Regions from separate parts of the Mus musculus genome. Here region 1 is linked to region 2. The links are chromatin contacts, called in public Hi-C maps. All regions are on one chromosome and are shown on one strand. Each heading gives the region's core, a stretch centred on a gene start, on an enhancer-like site or on the middle of the called end of the contact. The rest is flanking DNA. Distances are from core to core; before and after follow the strand shown.

What was found. A called contact is a pair of places that touch in the nucleus more often than the background predicts.
Region 1: a contact with region 2 is called in a Hi-C map of the G1E-ER4 cell line, with 3 times the contacts expected there. The contact joins two enhancer-like sites. A contact is called at or near these places in 4 of 39 promoter capture datasets (embryonic stem cells, hippocampal neurons, liver and 1 more), 10 of 484 Hi-C or Micro-C datasets (the G1E-ER4 cell line, embryonic fibroblasts, embryonic stem cells and 3 more), 2 of 115 datasets of contacts at active chromatin or transcription factors (bone marrow-derived dendritic cells and embryonic stem cells) and 2 of 9 other capture datasets (adipose tissue and liver).

Annotation. Positions count from the first base shown.
Region 1 is chr11:58,997,869-59,003,321 of GRCm38.p6, forward strand. It overlaps Obscn (obscurin, cytoskeletal calmodulin and titin-interacting RhoGEF), which reads right to left. Exons shown (of 104, transcript NM_001171512.2): 88 at 5,339-5,453; 89 at 5,123-5,149; 90 at 4,149-4,301; 91 at 4,011-4,056; 92 at 3,586-3,663; 93 at 1,327-3,310; 94 at 613-693; 95 at 393-485; 96 at 107-274. Among named protein-coding and RNA genes, the nearest start is that of Gm51863, 8.0 kb to the left of the region's middle. Within about 2 kb of position 1,448, at least 16 of the 459 cell types and tissues checked have an H3K27ac peak or open chromatin away from gene starts, as enhancers often do. A contact at or near this core is called in the G1E-ER4 cell line, where this site is marked.
Region 2 is chr11:59,080,806-59,085,517 of GRCm38.p6, forward strand. Obscn (obscurin, cytoskeletal calmodulin and titin-interacting RhoGEF) reads right to left here. Exons shown (of 104, transcript NM_001171512.2): 19 at 1,812-2,090; 20 at 1,387-1,653; 21 at 990-1,259; 22 at 1-158. Among named protein-coding and RNA genes, the nearest start is that of Obscn, 53 kb to the right of the region's middle. Within about 2 kb of position 2,561, at least 9 of the 459 cell types and tissues checked have an H3K27ac peak or open chromatin away from gene starts, as enhancers often do. A contact at or near this core is called in the G1E-ER4 cell line, where this site is marked.

The sequences.
Region 1 (5,453 bases), core at 198-2,697, 84 kb before region 2:
AGATAAGAAACCAGTATTGTCCTGCCCACTATGCAAAATGAGATGTCCTGCAACTCCCAGCCCAGCCCTCATGGCCTGGTGGAGACTTCCGGTGTGGAGCACACACCTGCTTTCCGGAGGACACCTGTGGTGACTGCTGTCCCCAGCGGGTTGCTCACACAGCAGGTATATGTGCCCAGATCCTCCTCTTTCACCACCAGGATGGTCAGCAGCTGGAAGTTCTTCAGGGTGGAGGAGATGAGGAGGTGGCCGCTGCTCTCCAGGAGGACCCCATCTGTGACAAGACAAAGCCAGCCTTGGCTTTCCCCAGGGCAGCCACAGCATCCTGCTGGGCCTGTGATTGCGGCTTGTCTATACCAGTCCAGCACCCAGACTCCAGGACAGCTCCTTACCTTTGCTCCAGGTAGCCTGGGCAGTTGGCTGGGCCAACACCTGGCAGGCCAGTGTCACTGATTGGCCCAGGACCACAGCCTCGTCTGAGAGTTCTCTTAGGAAGGATGGTGCTGAGTGGGAGTAAAAGAAGAGCCTTGAGGGGAGACTGCCTGCCTTCCAAGCTTAGACCTCTATACCAGAGCCCCATACTGGACTCCGGCAGTTGTGATCCCCGCTTACCTTGGTCCCTGCCCTTCAGGCCTGACAGCCGGAAAGAAGCTAGGCCTGCCTTCTTTCTGGGAGGCCCTTCCCTCTCAGGACCTGTGGAAGAAAGAGGCCCCAGGAGCTCAGGGGGAGAAGCAGGATGGCACCAGCTTCCTCTACCTGGGAAATCTGCCCAGGGGAAGTACTACAACTTCAGAGACTATGTAGGAACTCAAAACCAAGCTTGCTGAAGTCATCCCTAGCCTCCCTTTGCAGCAGGCTGCCAGGACACTGAGGCCTGCAGCAAAGGGCATAGATAGATACCTGAGGGGTGGCTGGGAGGCTGGCCCTGGGGTAAGGAAAGTTAGAGGACATGAAGGCTCTGGAGATGAAGGGGCTCTGAGGTCACTGAGAGCTATGTTGGAGGATCTGGGTTTGGGGTGGCTCCTGGGCCAGAGATCTGGGGTCTGGTGAATTAATCCATGGACCCCCTCTCTCCTCAAAGGTCTGCCCCTGCTCTTAGCTCTAGGTCTCTGTAGCCAGTATGTATCAGAGATGGTCTCAGATACCCAGTAAGGAGGGGTGTCAGGAAACCAGGATTTGAGCCAAGACCTATGGGGTCAGGCTGGAGGTCATATAGGACAGGAAGAGGAGGCCAATGGGGACTTGAGAGGGCACAAGAGAACCTGGTAGCCCCATGGATGCAGAACATGGAGGCAGACATGCCAGATGATGGGGTGGGGGGTTTACCTTCCGGCCTGCCCTTGAGGATCCTGGAGATGTGAGCCATGGAAGCCTTCACCCTCTGGCGCAGCCCAAGCTCCACAGGCTCCTCCCCTGACAGGCACCTCCCAGGGAATTGGAAGAGGCCCCGGGAGGGGGACCACTTGCGCTTCCTGCCCACAGCAGCCTCGCCCAGCAGTGCTTCCAGGTCCCCTGGCTCCTCCGGCTCCTCTGTAATCTCCAGACCAGCACGCAGTCCCAGCTCGCCTGGCCAGGGCCACGCGGCCTCCTCCAGGAAATCTGCCAGCCCTTGCCCAGCTTCGGTTTCTGAGCCAGGTGACTCTGGCTGCTCTATAGGTTTGGGGACCCTTCTGAAGATCATGAACTCAAATGGGAGATATTTGATGTCATATAGATCCGAGAGGTTGAGGTAGGCAGGATCGACCTCAGAAATGTCCAAGGAGATAGTGTCAGCTGCTTCCGCATCACCAGACAGATCCCGGATCTGCACCAGGGAAACCTGCTCAACTTCCTCCCAAGGGGTGAGGCTTGGAGAGGTCCTTAGGGGAACCCCACTGGCCTCAGCAATGGGCCCCAAGCTCTCCAGAGGTTGAGGGCTCTCAGTCGCAGCTTCATCCTGCTCTTCTGAGGACTGGGACACAGCCCAGGCCATCCTGGCCCAGAGAGGACCCTGCCCTAGCATCCCCCCTGCATCCCCGCCAAAGGCAAAAGTACCATAGCCTGCCACCCCTGCATAGCCCCCACGGGACTCCAGAGAGAACTTCCGGGTGGTGGCCTGCTCCTGAGGCCGCTGTGGAGGAGGCGTGAAGTCACATGTGTCCCCAGCTTCAGACAAGCCTTCAGTATCCAAGGATGCATCTACTTGGGAAGCTGACCCTGGAGAACTGGAGGGAACTGGAACTGGCCCTTCAGATAGAGAGCCATCCTGAGGTTCCTTCTCAGAACCCAGAAGGGGGCTTACTTGAGTTGGGAATGGGGCTGCCTGAGGCTGTTCTGAAAAGAGTGGGCCACAGGACGTTGAGAGCTCCTTCTTCAATGACTGTGGAGGTAAGGAGCCAAGCGATTGAGATGATGGAGGGCCACAGCCCTCCTGGGAACCAGAACCCAGCTCAGAGTGACAGGAAGAGGCTGGTTTCCCTCTACAACTGTCCTGGGATGATCCCTCTTGCTTCCCAGGCCTCGAGTCACCACTCATAGGTGGAAAGGGGACAGACTCCTGCAAGAACCCCTCTTTGTGCCCCCTGTCCTTGGCAGTGGTTTCATGAGTCAACCCCGTGGAGGGTGGGAACAGGAGTTGTTCCTTGCATGCCTCAGGAGAGGGGCCAGTCGTGACTGGTGGGTTGTCCAGGGAGTGGCTTCGGCCTGGGACCTCTCTGACACTGGAACTAGGTAGTCGCAGGGCAGTCTCAAAGGAGGGTGTCTTGGTCATCAGAGAGGCCTGCTCTTCCCTAGCCGCCTCTTCCTCCAACAAGCTGTACTCCATGAGGGGCTCACGCAGACCGGGTAAGGCCCTTGCAATGTACCCACCCTTTAGCAGGTGCCGCCTCCGCGCAGGGTGCCTCTTGGCACCCGATGTTTTGTTCCCACGCTCTGCACCCTCGCCAGCTTGCTGGTAGAACAGGCTGCTGATGACGCTGTGCCGGGGCACACAACCTGGGCTTGCCGGAGGCCCAGCACTCTGTGGGGACGCTGGCACGGCCGCATCAGCAGTGGGCATGCTGGCCTCTGTCTCCTCTGGGAGGCTGGCCGAAGGCCGCAGAAAGCCCCGAGGGTGCAGCAGTGGCGAGTGAGTCACAGGAGAAGGTGGCAGCGACTTAGCCCTGGCAAATGGGGCAAGCTCGTTGTCTGAGGAAGATGATGAGCTAGAGGCGCCACTGGCTTCCCCTCGTAGGTGCCGGGCCACTCCTAGAGATGGACTGTCTGGGGGACCCTGAAGCAGCTCAGGGATGGAGCGCATCACCAGGATAGACTTGTAGCTCATCAAGGAACGCTGGAAATGAGGACAGAGGGACATCCATTGGGCATGACTGGTCATGGCAGGAGGTGCGGTGCCCATTGCCTCTTTGCTCCAGAGGGGTTGGTTACCCAGGACACCTGGGGCTTCTGTGCCTGCTGCTTTATTGCTCTGCCCCACCACCTGGTACACTCAAGGGATCCCAGAATCATGGAGCAGGCCAGCCTGGCCCTGTGCTCCTGACCACACAGCTAGATTCAGGTACCCTCCCCTGGCCTCAGCACCTCTTTCCTGAGAAAAGGGGGACTCACCTGCCAGCGACTTCGAGCAAGAAGGAACTTGAGCTGTTTGGTGTTGATGAAGTGGGCCTCCTCAGCAGGCATGGATTTCTGCGGTGGGAGGAAAGTGGCTATGATAACAAGAGATGGACCCTGGCGCCCTAGTCGGGGCCCTTCAAGGATGCAAGCCCAGAAGGATGGAGGCAGCAAACATCGGGGTCTCCTCTCAGACACTCCAGGGTTAGGACACTGCAAATCCTTCTCCCAGATGCCCAGGAAGGCAGAAGGAAGCCCTTGCTGCTAACTGCGTAGCAATACTTTGTCGAGGGCTTCAGAGTCCAATATGAAGGCACTAGGGTCCTCTGAATAGGGGAGCAATGGGCCAGAATAATCAATACTGATGAGAACTCTTGGCCTGAGACAGAGCAGCGAGTTGAGCTCAAGCTGGGCCTACTTACCAGGAACCAGGGGTGGGCAAGGCACTGGGAAGTACTAGGCCTGGCCCTGGAGGAAGAAGGAAACCAGATGGGGGAGTCAAGTGGGTCCTGTGGCAGGGCTGAAGAGCTTCTGCGGGTGAAGGGCAGGGGTGCACTCACCTGGGGGTCCTTTGCAGCGTGGCCTTGATGAAGTCCTTGGCGTCCTCACTCAGATGAGCAGCCGTGGGACTGCTCCAGGAGACCCGCCCCTCCAAAACATTGAGCAAGGTGGCGCGGTCACTCTCTCCAGCAAATGGGGATGAGCAGGTGAGGCTGGAAGCAGAGAAAGTGTGGAAGCTCACTCTCGAAGAAGATTCCCTGACTGGATGTGTGCCACGCTCATCTAGACCTGAGGATTCTGGGAAATGCTTCCGACTGGACCAGAACAATCCAGGATTAGCTTGGAGCAGGGATCCGGGCTTTGTTAGCAGGGCTCAGACTGGGATGAGAGTCTAGGTTCGGACTGAGGTGTGGATTAGGATCTGCCCCATAGCAAAGGTGGAGGCTCAGCTGTAGTGGAGGCTATGAGGTAAGCCTGAGGTGGGGCTCTGGGCTCTGTCTTGGGTAAAAATAAAGGCTCATCCTGAGGGGGTCACTTGCCCTTGTCCTGACATAGAGATTCATGTCCAAAATAGGACAGAGATATAGGCTCAGCTTGTGATATGGACATAGCCTAGCAAGATAACCAAGGTCAGTTTGAGGTGATGCCCAGCAGTAAGCTGGGGCGGGGCCTCAGGTCCAGCATGGGAGGCGATTCAAGGGTAGGAACCAGCATTTGCCAAGGTAGAAATCAGAGTTCAACCTGCAGAGGAGATCCAAACCTGAGCTTTACCACTAGGACCTTCAGGACATCAGTGGTCACTGAGTGTCCCATGGTCAAGCCCCCAGACCTGCAGAGAAGTGGCTAAGCTCTGACCGTGGGGTGTTAGCAAGAAGCGTTAAGCAACACCTATTTTATCAGGGTTGGCCTCCTGCCTAGTATCAAAATAGCTGCCTACTGTGTCTCAGGGGCTGATCTGGGGAGTGGCCAGCAGTGTACTTGGTCTCCACTGAGGGGTGAGCTCGGAAGAGGTGATGGGGCAGGGTCTGCTTACCTGAGGTAGGAGATGACGCCCATGGCCCTGCAAGAATGAAAACACCCCATTTGTGAGTTACACCAGGCCTGTCCCACAGGCAAGGGGTATGCATGGGGGTGGGGTTGGGGGTGGGGGGGCTGGAAGAGGAGGCAGAGGCTCCTCAGCTGCCAGACAGACACACGAAGGACAGGGCGACTCCAGATCAACAGCCCTCTAGGTGGGCCATCCACTCACCAGATGTCTGAGCCCTCGCTCACAGGATTCTGCTCAATGATCTCTGGGGACACGAATTCGGGTGAGCCATACTTGCTGTACTGTGGCTCTGAAGGGGTGATCTTTTGGGCAAAGC
Region 2 (4,712 bases), core at 1,311-3,810:
AGCGCGGATCTCCACGTTCTCGCTGGGTGTCAGGACGGCAGCATTCCGTGTCCACTTCACCTCGGGCCAGGGCCGCGTCAGCTCCACCTCCAATGTCACAGAGGTCCTCTCCTCCACTGTCTGTGGCTCCAGCTTCTTTTTGAAGAGGACCGGTGCCTCTGAGATACAGAAGGGCAGAGGTCATCCTGGCTGCCTTGGGCCTGCCCAAGCCCCACCCCAGCACCCAGCCTGAATCTAGGCCCAGAATGCCCCACTACATGAGCAGGCCACTTCAAGCAGAGCCCCAACAGCACACCTTATATAGGTTCATTTTATAAGGGGAAGAAGCTGAGGCTGTTTCTTCTTCAGTCCTCTCCCAAACCCTGCTTGCCCTGCTCCGGTGCTGAGTTCCCAACTATGGCCAGATACTATCAACAGCCAGCCTTCGGTATCTGGGTAGGGCCACTTCACAACCCCTCAGCCACTGCCCCATTGTCTGCCCTTTAACAAGGCCCAAGGACCCTGGATCGTGTTAAAATGTATGGGGAGGGCAAAGGCTTTAGCGTGGGCCTAGCTGTCCCATCTTTCCCTGTCCCCGGGGAAGCACACCCAGCCTCATCGCTCCCTTGCCCAAGAGCCAGCCATGCCTGCTGCATCCTCAAATGAAGTCCTGCTCTCAAGCACATCCACACCTCTCACTTCCAAGTGCGCTGGCTGCCTGCGCCCCTCCAGCTTTGCCGCTGCAGACTCATCCAGAGACCATCTCCTCCAGAAGGAGGCCTCTCTGGGTTGTCCCAACCTTATCCCCACCCCTGCCAAATACACATGAAGAGAAGATATCTAGTCGTCCCCCCATCCTCTGTTGACAGCTGAGAGATTCCATATACCCCTGGGGTCAACCAGATCAGCCTGACACAATATGGGGCTCCCTCATCAGCTCATGAAGAGGGAAGGGCACCTATGGCAAGAGCCACTGGACATTCTGAAAGTCTGGGCAGTGCCCAGCTTACCTCGGACCCGGAGGGCAGCAGAAGATGAAGCCCCCTCAGCCTCCACTGTGACTTGACCGGCATCCTCCAGGGTCAGGCCCAAGATAGTCAAGCTGCGGCTGGCCCCACTCTCTACCATAACAAACTTCTCGCTAGGCTGCAGCTGCATCCCGTCCTTGTACCATGTGACCCCTGCATCGCTGGGGGACACGACACACTGAAAGGTGGCCTCTTGGCCCTCCTCTGCGACCATGGCACTCAATCCAGACGTAAACTTGACCACTCGGGGAACTACAGAGGAAAAGAGTGCATGAGAGGTGGCAGGAGAGGCTCCAGAGAGACACCCCCACACACACACCAGACAGACACATGGAAGGATGTCTCCCCCAGGAAGCCACCTTAGCTCACCCACGGGTACCTTTAACAGTGAGCCGTGCGCTGGTGCGGTCATCCCGGCTCTCACACACATACTCCTCTGCGTCATCCTCTCGAAGGCCAGACACGGTCAGCGTGCGCCTAGGCCCCTCTGATGTCATCTGGAAGCGCTTGCCTGGCCGCAGCTGTGTGTTCCCACAGCGCCACACAACCTCAGCCTGCTCCGGGCTCAGCTCACAAACCAGCATCACGGTGCCACCCAGCTCCCCTTCGACGGGCTCCAGGGGTTTGGAGAACTTGGCGGCCACCTCTGAAGGAAGAAGAAGGTGTCAGACAGTGTCCTCTGCAGATGACCCTGTGTTCTGAGACCCACTCTGGGCCTGTTGTGGAACACTGTCTGCTAGTCTTTAGAGCAGACATAGGCATCCTAGAGGAGACCCAGACGCCTGGTCCCCAGCCTCTGCTTACCTTCTACCTGCACCGGGAAGTCCTGACCTTCCTTGCCAACACGGCAGCTGTAGATGGCACTGTCCAGGACCTGTGCGCCTCTCACGGTCAGGGTATGGGTATCACCCAGACTGGTGGCCTCATGCCGCTTACTGCGGCGGATCTCCACTCCATCTTTGAGCCAGGTCACAGCAGCCACAGAGGGTGCAGCTATTGTGGCAGTCAGGATAATGGTCTCATGTTCCTTGACAACCAGAGGTTCCCTGCGGCTGGGTCTCTCCGGAATCTGGGATTCGGCCTCTGGTTCTGAAGAGAAGTAGGTAATGAGCATGAGGGTAAGGGCCAGCATGTGCCACTCTCTAACAACAGTGAATGCTAGTTGCTGTCACTCTGTTGATCCAGCAAGAACATGTCTCTCCTAAGGACCACTGTCACCAGCGCCATCCTAACCAAGAACCCAGCAATCCTGCCCTGCAGGAGACTTCAACCCACAGGTCAGCATGGCATAGAAGAGGCAGCTAGCACTCCAGAGCATGACAGATGGGCCATGGAATGAGATTGGAAGTCTATAGAGGCAGCCTGAGAAGATAGCCTGGGGCAAAAACACTATGGGCAAAAGTTAGGGTGGGTGTCGGAGGAGACAGAGATGGCTCAGTAGAGCCTGGCCCAGCAGTCACCCTTAAAAAGACCACATGCTTCAGCTATCAGGGTGTCAAGGACTGCAGTCAGAGACAAGGACAGCTGGGAGGGTGTGGTAGCAGCCACTTCCTGGCCACCACCATGGCGACATGCTGTGTCGATCTCTGTCAGTCTTACAAGATAGTGTCAGGCCTACAAAAACCAGTCCTGTGAGCCTTCCTGGAAGTGGAAACATATGAGGTGAGAGATCCTGAGATGGTTAATTTCAAATGTCTGCCTGGTTAGATTAAGAAACATCTAGAGAGTTATGAAGCATTCCTCTTTGAAAAGATTAATTTTATGTATGTGTCTTGTGTGTTATTGAGAATACATGTATGTGTGTGTGTGTGTCCATCGAGACCAGAAAAGAGCATTAGAACTCATGAAACTGGAGTTACAGGTGAGCCATACAGGTGTTGGGACTAAAACCCAGGTCCTCTGCAAGAGCAGGGAGTTTTCTTAACTACTATGTCAGCTCTCCTGTCCCATGAAGCATGCGTGTGTGTGTTTGTGTGTGTGTGTGTCTGTGTCTGTGTCTGTGTGGTGTGTGTGTGGTGTATATGTATGTATACGTGTGTCTGTGTGGCATATGTCTGTGTGGTGTGTATGTATTGTATGTATGTATATTTGAGGTATGTATGTATATGTGAGTGTGGTATGTAGTGTGTGTGTGTGTATGTGTATGTGTGTGGTGTCTGTGTGTGTAGTGTATATGTATGTATATGTGCATAGTGTGTGGGTGTGCGTTTATGTGTGGTGTGTATGTATGTATATGTGTGAGCATGGTATGTGATATGTGTGTGTGTGGTGTCTGTGTATATGTAGTGTGTGTGTGTGTGTGTGTGTGTGTGTGTGTGTGTGTGTGGTGTCTATGTTTGGTGTCTTGTGGTGTCTGTGTAGTGTGTGTGTGTGTGTGTGTGTGTGTGTGTGTGTATGTGGGGTAGAGAGGGAGGGAAGGAGGGAAGGAGAGAGTGTCCCCTGAGAGGTTTAGCTGAAGGGAGACTACCCTGCATGTGGGCTGGGACCCCTAACTGAATGTGAACAGAAAGGGGGAAGAAAGCTGAACACCAGCATCATCCATCTTTGTCTGCTTCCTGGCTGTGGATGGGAGGTGACAAGCCTCATGCTTCTGAGACCACAGCTCACCCTCCCATAATGGACTTGATACCCTCAAAGAATAAACCAAGAGGAACCCTCTTCTGCAAATGTCTGTCAGGTAGATGACCATAGTTACCAGGTAACAATAACAATCCAGGTACCACATTCAACATGAACAGGTTTAGAGGGGATGGAAGTGGGTGTGCAGAGAGAGCAGGGGAGGGGACAAGACAGAGGCAGGTCATCCTGGCCCAGCAGCAAGCCAAAACAGGCTTCTAAGCTGGAACCATCACACAGGACCAACCTACTACTGAACTACCAGGACTCCAGGGCTACAATAGGGCCATGGACCAGCAACAGGAAGAGCAGGCTCTGAGCCTTGGGCCAGGACACTCACAGCCCACGGGGACAAAGAACTGGGCCTTCCCCCCCCCCCCAGAACTTGAGGGATAACAGCTCTTGCACCTGACGAAGCCAGCCCAACAGAACCATTGACAAGGAAGGCAGTGGAAGTGAACAGGGAAAGGAACTGTTGGGAGCCATCAGGAGTGTGTGAGAAAGAGGCTCTGTTCTCAGAGCTCAGGAGACAGTAGAGGAATAAAAGGAACAGAGACTGAGCTGTAAAGCAGACAAGAAACCCATGTGCTACTGAGTGTTCAGCTGTATCTCTGCCCTGAACACAATGACACCCACCTGCCACGTCCAGGCGGAAGGAGAGCTTCTGACCCCCGGCCTCGCAGCTGTACTCCCCAGCATCCGCCTTGCCCGCCTGCTGCACCACCAGCCTCCTGGAGCAGCCCGAGGCCTCCACGCGCACCTTCGAGCTGGAGCTCAGCTTCTTCCCGTCCTTGAACCATGTCACCTCAGTCTGGGCCTGGGCCACCTCGCAGCTCAGGGTGGCACTGTTCCCCGCCTCAGCCTTCACCTCGGTGCGTGCCTGCTGCTCCTTGGCAAACATCAGCCTGGTGTCTAGAGACAGGTGGGGACACACAGGGTCAGAGAAGTGTCTAGATCAGAAAGGCCATGTGGGGGAAGGGATTGGATGTGGTGGCCACAGGACAGAGCGTCCTCCAGGCTCTGTACCTGATGTGCTTAAGAAGTCCCAGCATCCCTCAGCACAAGCCACAGTCCATCCACACATCCCAC